Regions from separate parts of the Bombyx mori genome. Here region 2 is linked to region 1. Evidence: chromatin contacts called from public Hi-C data. All regions are on one chromosome and are shown on one strand. Each heading gives the region's core, a stretch centred on a gene start, on an enhancer-like site or on the middle of the called end of the contact. The rest is flanking DNA. Distances are from core to core; before and after follow the strand shown. Region 1 overlaps LOC733020 (protein phosphatase 1 catalytic subunit). Region 2 holds the start of LOC733020 (protein phosphatase 1 catalytic subunit).

Region 1 (2,763 bases), core at 67-2,566:
TGGTGTGCCCATTGGTGGCAAAAATATATGCAACCTTCGTTATGCTGACGATGCTACTCTGCTGGCTACAAGCAAAGATCTGATCGAATTGCTGAATCACGTCGAAGCAATTGCCTTCAGTTTTGGTCTCCGAATCAGCAGGTACAAAACCAAAATGATGATTGTGGACAGAAGCAATAACAATACCCCGGAGATTACCGAGATTGCATTTCATCTTATACCTACCCAGGTTCACTAACACCACTAACAGTGGTGGTTTGGAGGACGAAATTAAGCGGCGCATAATCATAACGCGATGGGCCATGGATAAACTCGGAAAAGTACGGAAGGACCGGAATATCACCAAGACCACCAAAGTCCGACTGGTAAGGGCATTGGTGCTCCCCATCTTTTTATATGGGGTTGAGACCTGGACTGTGAAAGAGAGAGAAAGAAGAAGGATCGATGCATTAGAAATGTGGTGCTGGAGAAGGATGCTCCGTATAACTTGGACTGAACATCGCACCAACGCCTCGATCCTAAAAGAACTAAATATCTCTCACAGGTTGTCGTCAACAGTGCAATCCAGGATTCTTCGATATTTTGCACACGTATCGCGACGGCCAGCAGAGTCTATCGAGAAACTTGTTGTTCAGGGTAGGGTCAATGGTAAGGGATCTCGTGGACGAATCCCCATGCGCTGGACTGATCAGGTGAAAGATCTTATTGAAACCCCACTTAACGAGTGCGTGCGCCGGGCCTCGGTTCGCAAACTATGGAAAACATCTGTCAAGGTTTTAATAAGCAAGAATTCCACATGACCACGACTGCTCTGCCAAGAGCAACCGATTATGATGATGATGATGAATTTCACGATGCATTTTTGAAACCTACATTTTCTTCAATGTTGCTTGTGTACTCATTAGCTCGCATTACTGACGGATGCAAATCAATTTTAACAAAACTTTTGCAGTTACTATGTTTACATCTTCAACGAACAAAAAAAAACACTTTTCAATCACTTTTTCGTTATTACCCTTACAGGCAGACGAGCATACGTCCTACTTGGTGATGAGTGATTACCGTCGCCCATGGACATCAGCAATGCTAGGGACAGAGCTAAGCCGCTGAAACTTGTACAGACTCGTTCGCTGTGGTCACTGAGATACAGTCGTTAAACACATTTCAATCACTTTTTCGTTATTACCCTTATAGCCAGACGAGCATACCGCCCACCTGGTGATAAGTGATTAGCGTCGCCCATGGACATCAGCAATGCTAGGGACAGAGCTAAGCCGCTGAAACTTGTAGAGACTCGTTTGCTGTGGTCACTGAGACACAGTCGTCATGGATCGAGGGTGTGAACCTTCCGACGGGGTCCAGGCCGCGCGTACCGACCTGCATTATCAAACTCCCCGCAGTAGTTTGGTGCCGAGAAGAGTGTGACGAGTTGCCTCTTCGCAAAGAACTCGTATCCATCCTCGACGACCTGGTGCGCGCGACAGATCAAGTCGAACTCGTGTTTGGACAAGAACTTGCCCACGACCTGGAATGCACCGAAACAGGGCTCAGTCCAAAATGGACATGTTACACAAAATAAACAAAACCAGTCGAGTGTTGAAACGTCGTAGTTATTGTTGGCGTTCGTGTGAATAGATCCAATAAATTTAGTTTATTCATTGATTGCGTGACAGATTTGTAATACAATATAAAAACAAAAAAAACTAAAACTACAGAAAATCCCAAAAAGAAAATATATTGCTAATCACATCGTGAAATTATGGTACTGTTATCGTTTCGTCTGTGTGTGTTGCCCGCAGAGTTTCTTTCCGGATCTTCTCAGTGAATCACGAGCTCAACATACTATCTAGAATAATTACGTTTTTCGACATCATGTTTTCAGAGATTTTTGTGGTATCCATCTGCAGAGAGCCTCTTCGCAGTGTCCCTTTGCTCTATCGTTTGTCCTTCTTCAAACTTTTCAGATCTCAGTGGGTCGCATTTCCGATCCAGTGGTAGATTCTGCGAGACACTGCTCTTGCTAGGGCCAGTATTAGCAACACCCCCGGTTTGAGTCCCGAGAGCTCACCTACACGCTAGGGTAACGCTGATATAACCTCTAAAGGCTATAAGCATGGGTAGGGAAAAAAAAAGAAAAAATGGTGTGTGTGTGTGTATGTTCGTCTATGTGATACTGCCAGAGACAGAGGTGCTAGTGTGGACACAGTAAATATTGAACAATTCATACTTCGGTTCCAAAAGTGAAGCTGACTCCGCGATCGTTCTCGCCCCAACCGGCCGTGTCCTTGTCGGGGTCGGACCAGAGCAAGTCGCAGAGCAAACCCTGGTCGGGAACGTCCGTCGGCCTCATGATCCGCCGGATCTGTTCCATAGCTTGCAGGTCCGGCGACAGACCGCCGTGACAACAGAAGATTTTCTCGTCAACTAAAACAAATAGATAAATACTGTTGGTTAAAGAAACTCGGGTAGCCAATACAGAGCCGTTATAGCCAGAATGGTTTTTGTTTCCTACCTATGCTGATAGCCTTGAGAGGCTATTTCAGGTGAGCTCACAGGGCTCAAACCTGACGACGTTGCTAATACGAACCCTAGCAAGAACCATGCTTCACAGAATCTACCACCGGACCGGAAACGCGACCCACTGAGAAGATCCGGCGAGAAACTCAGTGGGCTGTGTCTGTGGGTTAATTTAGTCGTCGAGCCCTTGGACGGTGACCGGTGCTTGGGGTACCTACCTAAAAGCACCGTTAGTGGATCGGGAGG
Region 2 (2,763 bases), core at 121-2,620, 43 kb after region 1:
TCGAATGGCAATTTAGACCAATTTTGACACTAAAAACCCATTAATTAGCTAAATAATTATTATGAACATCTGTAGATAATAAGAGATATTATTTAGTGGGTTCCTACTACTATTGTTTTGTACTAAATACACAAGAGGGTAGACAAGTTTGTCTACTCCAATGTCCTACACACAGTATCTAGTCCTACTGTAACCATAGCGCTAAGAACAGAATAAAACTATTGGGTAAATAAACTTAATAAATAATGGTAAGACCCATTCATTATTTAAAATGTAGCCACAAGAGTCAAAAACAATTGGTAGTAATGTAATAACTGATTATGTAGATTAGTAGTACCACATTACTGCCTGATGCTTTTTATTTTCAATACATTTCTACAGCATGTATCTCATAAACATTTTTGATATTTTTGTTTAAAATACATGTGATGTTTGAAATTTTAATAAAATGCAAATAATGTCATCAGTTCACATAACTTCAAAATGTTTGAAAGGGTATATCGCTTACAAATTGAAAGGAAGATACAATTATTGTTTTTCTGATGGAATTTCCAAAATAAATATACCAGTTATAATCTTAATTTTCTATTATATTACATTACAATTCATTGGGCGTCTCTCCTATTACACGCATACTGGAGAAAGTTATGGTATTTCGTCATTGAAGGTACTTACAACTTTTTTGAACTGTAGTTTTGTCACAGAGTGATTGTAAAACAAAAATCTTAACTTGCATTTAAGAAATAAGCAACTAAAACTACATACATTAAATGTAAGCATTGATTAATTATCGCTAATTGTAAGAGGTGCAAAGATGTTCTTCAGAAAGTTGTTGTAGATAGTAAAATGTTGAATGTTATACTCACCGCAAATTTTCAAAGGAGCTTCAAGTTCAAGTAGTATAGGCTGTGACAAGAATATTTCTCTTGATTTCAAACATAGCCCTTTAATTTCTATTTCCGTCAACTGAACATTCATACCAGGCTTCTCACCTCGTACTGAAAACAAAACGTAAACAACACTTTTAAACACTGTAAAATCACTACAACACATTATGAACACATTACCACAACACGTCAAAAAAGATGAATTTCACTTTAATTTTACGACAAGATAAACCGTTTTTTGTTTATTTCAACATTAACAACATTTACCTTTTAGTAATTTTTTTATTACGTTATCGATGTTTAACTCATCTGTGTCTCTGTCTGCCATCGGATATATTGTATGTGTACGAAATATGGTTGAATAGAATAGGTAAAAGAAGAGAGATGTTTAAGATTTTTGCCGATTATGAAAGGTACAACCTATTTCAATTCTCGGCTAAAATGGTTTTCAATGGCGGAGACATCACTCACACAAGCAAATTAGACAGAAACACATCACCAGTGCTGCCAGCATGGATTGGAATTCTTCCGAAATCAAGTCGGACAATCTCCCCAAAATTTCTTTATTATGTATTTCTTTACTATATATGGATGAGCTCGAATTTATAATAATTTAATATTTCCATTTATGTTTCATAAGTCTTAGTTAGTCCTAACACTAATTTAAAATTTATTTCCTTACGTTTCAGTACCTAAGTACGTAGTTAATTTAGTTTCCCGAAGCTACAACAAGTGCTTCATCTTCTGTCGTTAGTACTAATATTTTTTCATCCACCATATTAGTAGACTTACTCACTTATTTGTTTAGTCTAGTAATAGTCGGAGTTCTATTACTGACTGGTCCGAAGTAATGCGCGTAGTCCAAGATCGAACGCAATGGCGAAATATTGTTGAAGCTCTTTGCACCATTCGGGGCCTTAGATCCTTAAATAAACAAACAATCGGAGCTCACAGATAAAAGAAATGTGATTACTATAATATAATAGTTTGGTCATGTTTAAATTCGAAGGCATACTGTATTGCATAACGGCTGTCACGCTTTTTAAGTCGGAATATCTTCACAGGAGAAATAAGTAGGATTCACATCCAAGGTTATAATGTATAATAACCGGCAAACTTCTTGAGCATTTGTTGACGTAGTGGGGGTAAGTTTGCGCATGGTACATTCACGTGCAAAAACATTACTTACTCTGCGTCATAATGCTATTAAATTATTAAAATCAACATATGTATTTATTTATATATTTATTAGAACATCAACAAAAAATATAGGTTAGTAATTGTAATAATTTAATCTTGGGGTAAAATAGATTGATTAGGATATGGCCTAGGTCTGACGACTTACCGTGAATCGTCCCGCAACCACGTCCGAAGGTCCTGGTCGAGGATGAGTATTGCCGACAGAATCAGTTCATCTATCCTTCACATGTAGTCATAGGTCACTGTCACTATTTTCCAGTTTTTTATATGAAAGGGGGAACTTTAGATACTAATTAAATATAATGCGCGTGCCGATGCGGCTACAGCGGCTTCGCGCGAAAAACTCAGTTTTTGTTTTTTGCCGCACTAACAGGCAGGCAAGTGGTGGCGCTAGTGTCGCGCCGAAGAACCATTTCCCACGGAAATGGTGCATTCCGATACACACAACATGTCGCAGACCCAGTACAAGAAAAAATAAGAAATGAATAATACATATAAACCAAATTGTGTCGCGTTACGTACTCAAAGAATAAAAAAAAAAAATTATTCACAATAAAAAAAAAATAATAATAATATAAATATGTATTTTAGAACAAACTGTTACGGGACGGAACATGCCGCTCACCTTAAAAGCACGTAGTTGCTTTTAATATTCAAAAGTTAAAACTAATATCGA

Evidence for each region. Hi-C and Micro-C count contacts between places; a contact is called where the count stands out from the background.
Region 2: a contact with region 1 is called in a Hi-C map of midgut, with 2.7 times the contacts expected there. The contact joins the promoter of LOC733020 here to the enhancer-like site in region 1. A contact is called at or near these places in 4 of 7 Hi-C or Micro-C datasets (midgut, posterior silk gland and whole pupa).

What each region holds. Positions count from the first base shown.
Region 1 is chr16:12,901,990-12,904,752 of ASM3026992v2, forward strand. It overlaps LOC733020 (protein phosphatase 1 catalytic subunit), which reads right to left. Exons shown (of 8, transcript NM_001047015.1): 5 at 2,228-2,424; 6 at 1,378-1,525. Among protein-coding and RNA genes, the nearest start is that of TRNAE-UUC, 10 kb to the left of the region's middle. Within about 2 kb of position 1,317, at least 4 of the 8 cell types and tissues checked have open chromatin away from gene starts, as enhancers often do.
Region 2 is chr16:12,944,958-12,947,720 of ASM3026992v2, forward strand. It overlaps LOC733020 (protein phosphatase 1 catalytic subunit), which reads right to left and starts at 1,371. Exons shown (of 8, transcript NM_001047015.1): 1 at 1,155-1,371; 2 at 867-998. The coding sequence starts at 1,215.